2 separate regions of the Sus scrofa genome follow, and region 1 is linked to region 2. A link is a contact called in public Hi-C data. All regions are on one chromosome and are shown on one strand. Each heading gives the region's core, a stretch centred on a gene start, on an enhancer-like site or on the middle of the called end of the contact. The rest is flanking DNA. Distances are from core to core; before and after follow the strand shown.

Region 1 (4,557 bases), core at 519-3,018, 240 kb before region 2:
TATATTGATAAAATAAGGATATTATCCTTATTACATCACATCCCCAGGCCCTGTCTACAAGTCTGATATGTAACTAAAGGGATTAAAACTGTCAAAAGTGCTATAAAATAAACATTCCCAGGATATAAAGAAAATTATATTGTTTGCTCTTTTTACAAATTTAATTATAACATAAAAACTAATTTTATATCCATGCTATTCTATGTTTACTATCTTATACTATTGGTAAGGTTTCTCCCAGAAAGAAGTGGAAAACTTTCGTTAAAGGAGTGTGCTTGCAAAATAAATTACCCAATTAGTTTACAATTGCAAACAGTACAGTGATTAAGAGAATGATCTCCAGAATGGGATCAAATGAATTAAAATTCTACTTCTAAAATGAGATCTCACCCCCTCTCTTCTGTTCAGGAACATCACTCCAGCAATAGGTGTCCTCTACAAAAGATCTGCATAAATTTTCCCTTCCTGCAGGGCAACTGCCATAAGCATACAAGCACTATATAATTCCTCCTTTCTTAAAAAAAAAAAAAAAAAAAAAAAAAAAAAAGCCCTCTTTCAACCTTCACCCCCATTCTAGTCTCCTTTGCATAATTCCTCAAAAGAGTTGGCCGTAGCCCCTCCCTTCCCCCCCCCTTTTTTTTTTGGTCCTTTTAGGACCGCACCCGGCGGTACATGGAGGTTCCCAGGCTTGGGGTCCAATTGGAGCTGTAGCCGCCGGCCTACAGCACAGCCACAGCCACGCCAGATCCATCCGTGCCGCCTCTGCGACCTACACCACAGGTCTGGGCAAAGCCGGATCCCTAACGCACTGAGCGAGGCCAGGGACCGAACCTGCGTCCTCAGGGATGCCAGTCAGGTTCGTTTCCACTGAGCCATGCTTTCCTGATCAGCAACCTACGAGGCTTCCCAGGATCTACACCCTCCCAGGGCTCAGTCCTCCACCTCCACCGCCAGGCGACACACAAACACAGGCCGTCCACACCACCTCCCCCGGAGGACCCCTCTGGCCGCACAGCCCGCCCGGTTCCTCACTCGCACTGCTGCCGCCGTCCGGAAAGCTCTTCCTCTGCACAGGTGCACGGCTTACTCCTTACCCGCTTTCGGCCCAAATGCCACCTTCTCAGCGCGGGCTTCTACATGCCCCCTCCCTGCTCTATTCGTTTCTACTGCACAGAGCGGCACCTGACACACTGCACACACATTTTTTTTTTTTAAACCACATACTTCAGAATGTAGCACGCATAAACTAAACACCATGAAGGCAGGAACTTCTGTCTACAAAGAGGCGCTGCGTAATTTTCTGTTTGAAGGAGTCGTCAATGCTCCATACTCCTCTCTCTCCAAATCAGTTTTTAGAACCTTTGGTGAAATAACGCGTGACGTTAAACAGTCTTTAAAGCTAAAAACCTTAGCGCCTCGTCAGCTAGCAAGAAAAGGCACATGCTCACAACGGCCAAGCCTTAAACGCGGGGGGCAAGGCCTCCTTTTTCTTTAGAAAAGGGTTTTCCCTCAGGACAGCGGCTACCACACGGCGCCCCTACACTGGCAAAAGCAGGCAGTCCGGCCGCGCGGACCCTCTTCCCGCCAAAACTTACCGCCATGGCGCCGCCCAGCCGACTGCACAAACCCACGACAGCGACCTCGAGGACCCCCCTCAAAGGAGTGGTTACAACTTCTTCCCTCCCTCTCGCGGGAGTCAGGCCCACCACCTCCCTGAAGCACACGCTTCACACCTGATGAGGCAATCACCGGCTCTCTAACTACCTCCGGGGCCACCTCGTGGCCTGCTGGGAGTTGTAGTTCCCAGAACCCTAGAGCCCACGTCCAGCAGGCACGTATTGACTACATTTCCCAGAGAACAACAAAGCCACCGGAAGTCTAAGTCCAGCCACACACCCCCCCGGGGGGAACCGGTAGTGACGTCACGTGTATGTTGAACTACAAAGCCCATGATGCAGTTCGGGGTCGCAGATCGCTGTGAGCGCGCCCTGAGTGACGTAGAGATCCCGGGCCACCAACCTTTTCACCTTATGGAGCTGGGTTAGGTGGCTTGTCTGGATGCCTGGACGCAAGTTGTAGTCGTCTTCAGGGACTGAGGTGCTAACTATGACATGTTTACGACTGTTGGTGGCATTCAAAATCCAAAAAAATTTTTTTTATTTCTTAGTGAATTTATCACACCTGTAGTTATACAATGATCATCACAATCCAATTCAAAATCCAAAATTTAGACATTTTATAGCCATGTATTAACAATCCTCATTTTTTACATTTTTTTTAAAGGAAAGGGTGGAAACCTACCTGCTCCCAGTGCCCGGCTCAGACTGGTTCATCTTACCAAGACTCTGTTGTCTGAAGTACTGGTTACTAGCCATAAATGGCTATTTAAATTAACCAGTTTAAAATAAAATTTAGGAGTTCCCGTCGTGGCGCAGTGGTTAACGAATCCGACCAGGAACCATGAGGTTCCTCGGGTTCGGTCCCTGCTCTTGCTCAGTGGGTTAACGATCCGGCGTTGCGTGAGCTGTGGTGTAGGTTGCAGATGCGGCTCGGATCCCGCGTTGCTGTGGCTCTGACGTAGGCCGGTGGCTACAGCTCCGATTCGACCCCTAGCCTGGGAACCTCCATATGCCGCGGGAGCGGCCCAAAGAAATAGCAAGAAGACAAAATAATAATAATAAAATAAAATTTTAAATGTAGTTCTTCAGTCGCACTAATGCCACTTTTCATGTAGAAAGTCCACATGGCTAGTTGTTCCATATCCGGACAGCGAGGGTGGATATAAAACATTTCCATCATCAAAGAAAGATTGATTGAAAAGCGCTGATCCAAGATTTTTACTTTCTGGTAGTCAGATTATTACTCTCACCTGCGTTCCTTTATAATTTGTTAACATTTATTAAGCATCTACAAAGCACTTGGAGGAGCTGGGTGTGCCCAGACCAGAAGTGTGTCTTCCTAAAAGAATAAGTGGGTGGGGGGGAGTTTGCCCATGAGGATGAGAGGTCCATTCCTGGCCTTGCTCAGTGGGTTAAGAATCCCAGGGTTGTGGCAAGCTGCAGTGTGGTTTGCTGATGTGGCTTGGATTTAGTGTTGCCACGGCTGTGGTGTAGACCGCAGCTTGCAGCTACAGTTAGACCCTTAGTCCAGGAACTTCCATGTGCTACAGGTGCAGCAGGAAAAAGCATGTAACTGGGTCCCCATGCTGTACATCAGAAAAATAAATAAATACAAAAAAAAAAAAAAACAAGGAAAAAGCAAAAAACTGGGAGAGGGGATTTCTTTAATAAAAATGTTGTTATATATGTGTAATATATATATTATGTTTACATTTTTCAACCACTAGTTTTTATTTCTTTGTTTGTTTGCTTTTTGGCCACACCCTCAGCTTGCAGAAGTTCTAGGGTCAGGGATCCATGCTGATCCTTAACCTGCTGAGCTCCCAAGGAACTCTTGAACCACTAGTTTTGAAATACAAATTTAACGATGGTCTAAAACAATGCCTGGCACATGGTATGGGCTCACTGAAAATTTATTAGATGAAAGGAAGTTAAGAAGGAACTTTAGATTATAGAGAACCTACCAATGGCTCTCCCACCTTTGTGCTCTCACACATAAAAATACTCTCCATCACTTACCACACCCTCCTCCTTTAGCTACTAACTATTTAGACGTCACTCCCTGACAGCCCAGATCTGGGTTGAATGTCCCTTCCTAGATGTTTGCTGAAGCGCTGCCTTCCTCCCCTCCCTTGGGAAAATTATCTTACTGAATTTGAAGTGCCTGTTGGTTTATCGTTAGATGTAAGCTCCATGACAGCAGAGGCTGCCTAGCACATAGTGTCTGGCACATAGTAGGTGCCTTGTAAATACATATTGAATGAATGAAAGAATCCTTATCATCCACAGCTGTTATAACTATAGTTAGGCTTTCCTATTCCAATTCTGCCCTAACCAGTACCATTTGTCATCTTTGACTCATCAGCTTCCAGTCTGCGTCGGTAACTGAAATTGTTCATACAAGAAATATTAAGCACCTGTGAACATGACAGCGAGGTAGGACATAGTAGGGAACACAGGTAACAACACAGACGTGGCCGCCGCCCTCATGGAGCTTACAGTTTAAAGGGCATGTGCCCTTAAAGAAAAAAATAAACAAGTACCTGTGATGACAAAACATGAAAGCTCTACCTATATGCCTCCAACTTCATCCTTACTAATTTTAGAGTTTCAGCGACAACTACTCTTTTTTTCCCAAGGGTCATTTGGTTTTCATTCACTGAACTAATTTGTTGAGCTTTTACTATGGACAAGGCCCTATGCCAGATATTGAAGATACAAGACTTGAACAACGCAAGCACAGTTACCTCGTCCGGAGAGCTTACATCTGCCGGAAGATGCAAACATTGAATCAGTGGGAGCAATGGGAGGACCTGGAAGCGTTGTAAGTGAGGAAGGGACATGGTCCTATTTGTGTCTTGTAAAAATAATTCTCGGCAGTTCCCGTTGTGGCGCAGTGGTTAACGAATCCAACTAGGAACCATGAGGTTGCGGGTTC
Region 2 (4,999 bases), core at 1,880-4,379:
TCTTTAGGGCTGCACCTGCGGCACATGGAAGTTCCCAGGCTAGGGGTCGAATCAGAGCTGCAGAAGCCAGCTTACACCACAGCTACAGCAATACCAGATCCAAGCTGTGTCTGCGAACTACACCACCCCTCACGGCAACGCCGGATCCTTAACCCACCTGAGCAAGGCCAGGGATTGACCCTGAGACCTCATGGATACTAGTCAGGTTCATTACCAGTGAGCCACAATGGGAACTCCCAAGAGTTATCAATCTTTTAAAAAACCAAATAGAAAGTCTATTTGGTTTTTTAAAAGATTCACTGAATCTCTTTAATTCTTTTTCACGGTAATTTAATAAAATCATTCACTGAAGACACAACTCATACCGGCTATTTGAAGTATGTTTTTATAGAACCACTGAGTACAAAATACCTGAATTTCAAGGACATGGTTATGTGAATAAACTACAGCAGTGATGCAGTGAAATGAATTTCTGTCTAATTATCCATCTCTCTCTCTATCTAATACATGTGATAAACATATGTATATGTATCTGCCTTGGAAAGAGTTTCCTTCATTCATTCAATTCAAACTGACGGTTTGTTTTCACCTTCTCTTAAACACTCATGATTAGCTTTCCATAGGTAGCCTTTTTTTCTGCTTTTTTAGGGCCACATATGGAGGTTCCTGGGCTAGGGGTCAAATCAGTGCTGCAGCTGTGGCCTACACCACAGCCACATCAACAGCAGATCCGGCCATGTGTGTGACCTACACGACAGCTCATGGCAACATCAGATCCTTAACCCACCAAGTGAGGCCAGGTATTGAACGTGCATCCTTGTGATTCCTAGTCAGATTCATTTCCACTGTGCCACGATGGGAATTGCACTAGTCAGATTCTTAAACCCACTGAGTCACAATGGGAACTCCCATGGTATCCATTTTGAGGGATTTTTTTTCCCCCCAACAATTGGGATTAGTCTATCTTGAGCTGTGTATACCAGTGTTATTTTTGGAATAATTTGCTGGGACTTGGAGATGCATGCTGATGTTTAAAAAGGGATCTACGCATCCACTCTCATTCATACTTCAATTTGTTCAAATGTCACATATTAAGTGAAATTTTAACCATAGTTTCTTGCTATAGATGAGCATGATTAGAACTGTTTGACCCTTATCACATTTTATCATACCTAACTGAATTCAGTATAGCATATTCTGTAATTCACACATAATAAAACTCACCCTTTAAAGTGTATAATTCAGTAGGTTTTAGTATATTCACCAAATTGTGCAATCATCACTACTATTTAATTTCAGAACATTTGCGCCATCCAAAAAGAAATCCTATATCCATTAGCAGTCCCTGCCTCCTGGAAATGTACTTTCTGTCTCTATGGATTTGCCTATTCTGGACATTTCATTCAATGGACTCATATAATATTTAGCCTTTGATATTTGGCTTCTTTCACCTAGAATAATGTACTCAAGGTTCATCCTATTGTAGCATATGTCAGTACTTAAATTCCTTTTTTATGGCTGAATAATATTCCTTTGTATAGATGACACCATATTTTTAAATCAATTCATCAGCTGTTTGGACATTTTGGCTATTATGAATAATACTGCTATGAATATTTGTGTACAAGTTTTTGTGTACATGTATGTTTTCTTTTTTTAAAATAAAAAAATTTTTTTTGGCAGCACCCAAAAAATTGGAATGTGGAAGTTCCCAGGCCAGGGATCAAACCTGTGCCACAGCAGCGACCTGAGCCACTGCAAGGACAGCACCAGATCCTTAACCCACTGAGTTCCGCACCCCTGGAACTTCTGCAATGATGTTTTCAACTTTCTTGGATCATGGTGTTTAGTAACGGGGCTTCTCTGCCGAACGGTCTTGGGTTTAAGGGTAGGCTGTGTCAGTTATTAGCTGTGTAATTTGAACAAGTTCTTTAACTTCTCTGGCCTCAGTCTCATCTACAAACTGGCTATTCATAGTACCCTCCTATTAGGAGGCCTTTTTATGAGTCCTAAAACAGACAATACGTGGGTAGTAATTAGAACAGTGCTTGGTATGAATGGTTAGGTCTGAGTAATACATTAGTTTAATATTTTATTAGTTTATTGTTTTGAGCGCCGTAACGGCAGAGTTCCTCTTCATTGTGCCTTTGAAACCCCAGTACCTAAAGTCTTTTTTTTTTTTCCTTTTTTTTGGGCCTCCCTGCTGCATATGGAGTTCTGGGCCAGGGATTATATCCGAGCTGCAATCACTGCTGAAGTGGCAGCTGCAGCATGGCTGGATCCTTAACCCACTGGGCTGATGGACCCTGTGTCCCAGCACTCCCACCATAGCACTGATCCCATTGTGCCACAGTAGGAACTCCCCCAGTACCTAAAGTTTTTTTTTTTTTTTTTAATTAAAAAAAAATTCAGAATTCCTTCTGGGTATTAGGATATGCTAATTTCGGACAAATGTGTTTCGAAATTGAAGGACAGATGTTTTAAACTGTAAATTGCCAAGAAGTTTTCTTCCTCCAACTTAATACAGCAACTTATAGCAACTAATTATTTAAAACAACCTAAGAGGTATTCTCTTTTTAAGTATAGTTGACTTACGATGTTGTGCCAATTTCTGCTGTATACGACGAAAGCATTATTTAATAACAGATATAATCTGGTGGCGCCTTAAGACTCCTGATTCTGAAAAGCTGGGAAGGGCTCAATTCCACAGCAACTCTGTGATTGGTTTACGGGTGATCCAGGTCGATTTCTCATTGGCTCACGGGGTGGAAATCGTCTCGGCCTGAGCCAGTACTGCCGGTTTGAGGCCAACATGGCTCCACAATTGGCTTTCCAGGAAGCGGGCAGACACGTGGCCACCGCAGGCTGAGCAGTGGGTGGGAGGACCTAGTTTTGCTTACCGCGAGAGGGCGCCGGCGGTTCCTCGTTGCTAAAGTCTCGTTTCCCGTAAGGCCTTCGAGCGACCAATCAACTGGCTGTCTCCATACCGCTTTCAAAGTCGGCGGGCCCTTTCACCAATCATAAGGCAGATACCACCCTTAGCGCGAGGATGGATGGGAAGTTTGACCAATCATTTCACAGATCTCTGCTCTCTCCGCCTCCCTCACGCGGGATTGACGATCCGTCAGGCCAATAGGAGACGCTGAGGCGGCGGGTGGGTGAACGCGGCCCTCTGTAATGGCGGAGCGTGGCGGGGACGGGGGGGACGGTGAGCGGTTCAACCCGGGGGAGCTCAGGTAAGGGGCCCCGCTCTCCCTCGCATCTCGGCGCTCCGGCGGCCCCGGGGCTGGGCGTGCCGCGCGGAGAGCCGGGTGGAGGGGGGCCGGGGAGCCGCGGCGGCTGCGAGCCAGGACCGCATGGGGTGAGGGGGAAGGGGAAGGCGGCTTGAATGAGCCGGGCCGGGGCTGGGCCGCGGCCTCCTGCGCGTCCCCGGGGCGCTCCCTGCGCGCTTCGCGGGGCCCCGCGCCCCTCGCGGCCCGCGGCCCGCGGGCCGGGTCCGGCCTTCGCGCTTCGGGGCCCCGCCTCGGGCGCGGGCCGCCGCCGCCGCCTCCGCCGCGGCGACCTCCGCCCTCCTCGGGCTCGGCGCGGCCGCGGGCCCGGGTGTCCTCCCCGAGGCCCCGCGCCGCCGCGCCCCGCTGCGCCCTGTCCCCGCCGGCCGCGGCCCGCGCGGTCCCCGTTTGCCCGCTCCCCACTGCCCCGCCTCGCCGGCTCGGCCTGGACTTCGTGCGGCCTGCCTGCCTTTTCGCCCCGGTTCCTCGTCCCGCGTTCGTGCCTGGTAACAATAGCGGGAGCCGTTTGCCGGGCGCCTCCGTGGGCCCGGGAGCCCCTCCTGGGGGTCCCCGCGACCCTCACGCCCGCCCCCGGGGAGGGGGTGCTGATCCCGTGTCCCAGGCCCCAGAGCTGAGCCGTCTTCGGTTAAGTGAGTGCCCCGCGGCAGGCGAGGACCCGGAGCCGCCTGCAGGTGGGGAAGTAGAACCGCGTCGCTTTGGTGGGATGGTGGCCCCGGGAACTGGCCGGGACCCGGGCCGCCGGGCTCGGAGCCTGCAGTCCTCCTCCTCCTCCTCGCGCTGGGTCTGCTCGCGCCGTCGCCCCAAGCAGGGCAGTGACCTTCCTCGCCCTGCTTTCTCACCGCCTGTGGAATTTGTCGTTAACATTTGGTCCCAGTGTCCCGGGGGTACGATGAGTGGGGTTTAAGGAAAATGAGGTCCTGAGTTTTCTGTCTGGTCCTTCCCTCCCCACCACGGGAAAAGGTCGTGCGAGCCGTTCCCCTCCCGTTCTGAATTGTGCCATTGTCAGCGTTTGGGAATGAAAAAGAGCAGAGTAAGTTGGGAGGACTCTAGCATGGTCCAGAGCTCCAGATGGAATTATGTAAGGAAAATGGGTATTGTTAAGATTTCAGGGAGGAAAATCTTGTCTTTGAGATTCTGAGTTGTCAGAAATTGTTAACTCTGGCAGGAATACAGTCTTACTTCTTGGAAGACTCTTAAATCCTTTAAACCCCGTGTGTACACTTGAGTCATGGGTGATCGCACTGCCTTGTCAGGGTCGCGCAGTGTTAGGGTGGAAGGATTATTTCTGATTCTCATCTCCAGAAGGTTCCTTGAGCTGGTCTTAAGGGATTATTTGGGAACATTAGTTTGCATTTTAGAGAGTATTCCTCGTCAGCTTTACAAGGAGTAGCCTTCTAGACTTTATTAATAGTAGTCCAGACGTTGTGCAGGCTTTAAATGAGATGTTGTGTTGTAGGTGTTCCACACCTTAGCCTCTTGGATTGGAAGTCCTCCCAGAGCACGTTGTACGGACCTTCAGTTTAGCACCCCGTGGTTTAAGAGAAATTAGTTGTTCTCCACGGCAGAAATTGGGGCTCAGTTTTTGTGTTTGTGTCCTGAATGTGTTTTGTGGCGTTTCACCATCACGGAGTCTGATGGATAAGGGGTTCAGTGGGTATATAAATAACTGTATCTAGGAGGTTTAGAGATGGCTCACCGCTCACACCTGC

The links. A called contact is a pair of places that touch in the nucleus more often than the background predicts.
Region 1: a contact with region 2 is called in a Hi-C map of liver, with 6 times the contacts expected there. The contact joins the promoter of LARS here to the promoter of TCERG1 in region 2. A contact is called at or near these places in 2 of 5 promoter capture datasets (fetal liver and liver) and 6 of 47 Hi-C or Micro-C datasets (alveolar macrophages, blood, heart right ventricle and 2 more).

The regions. Positions count from the first base shown.
Region 1 is chr2:147,552,429-147,556,985 of Sscrofa11.1, forward strand. It overlaps LARS (leucine--tRNA ligase, cytoplasmic), which reads right to left and starts at 1,769. Exons shown (of 33, transcript XM_021084961.1): 1 at 1,596-1,769. The coding sequence starts at 1,601.
Region 2 is chr2:147,786,096-147,791,094 of Sscrofa11.1, forward strand. It overlaps TCERG1 (transcription elongation regulator 1), which reads left to right and starts at 3,130. Exons shown (of 23, transcript XM_003354339.5): 1 at 3,130-3,236. The coding sequence starts at 3,178.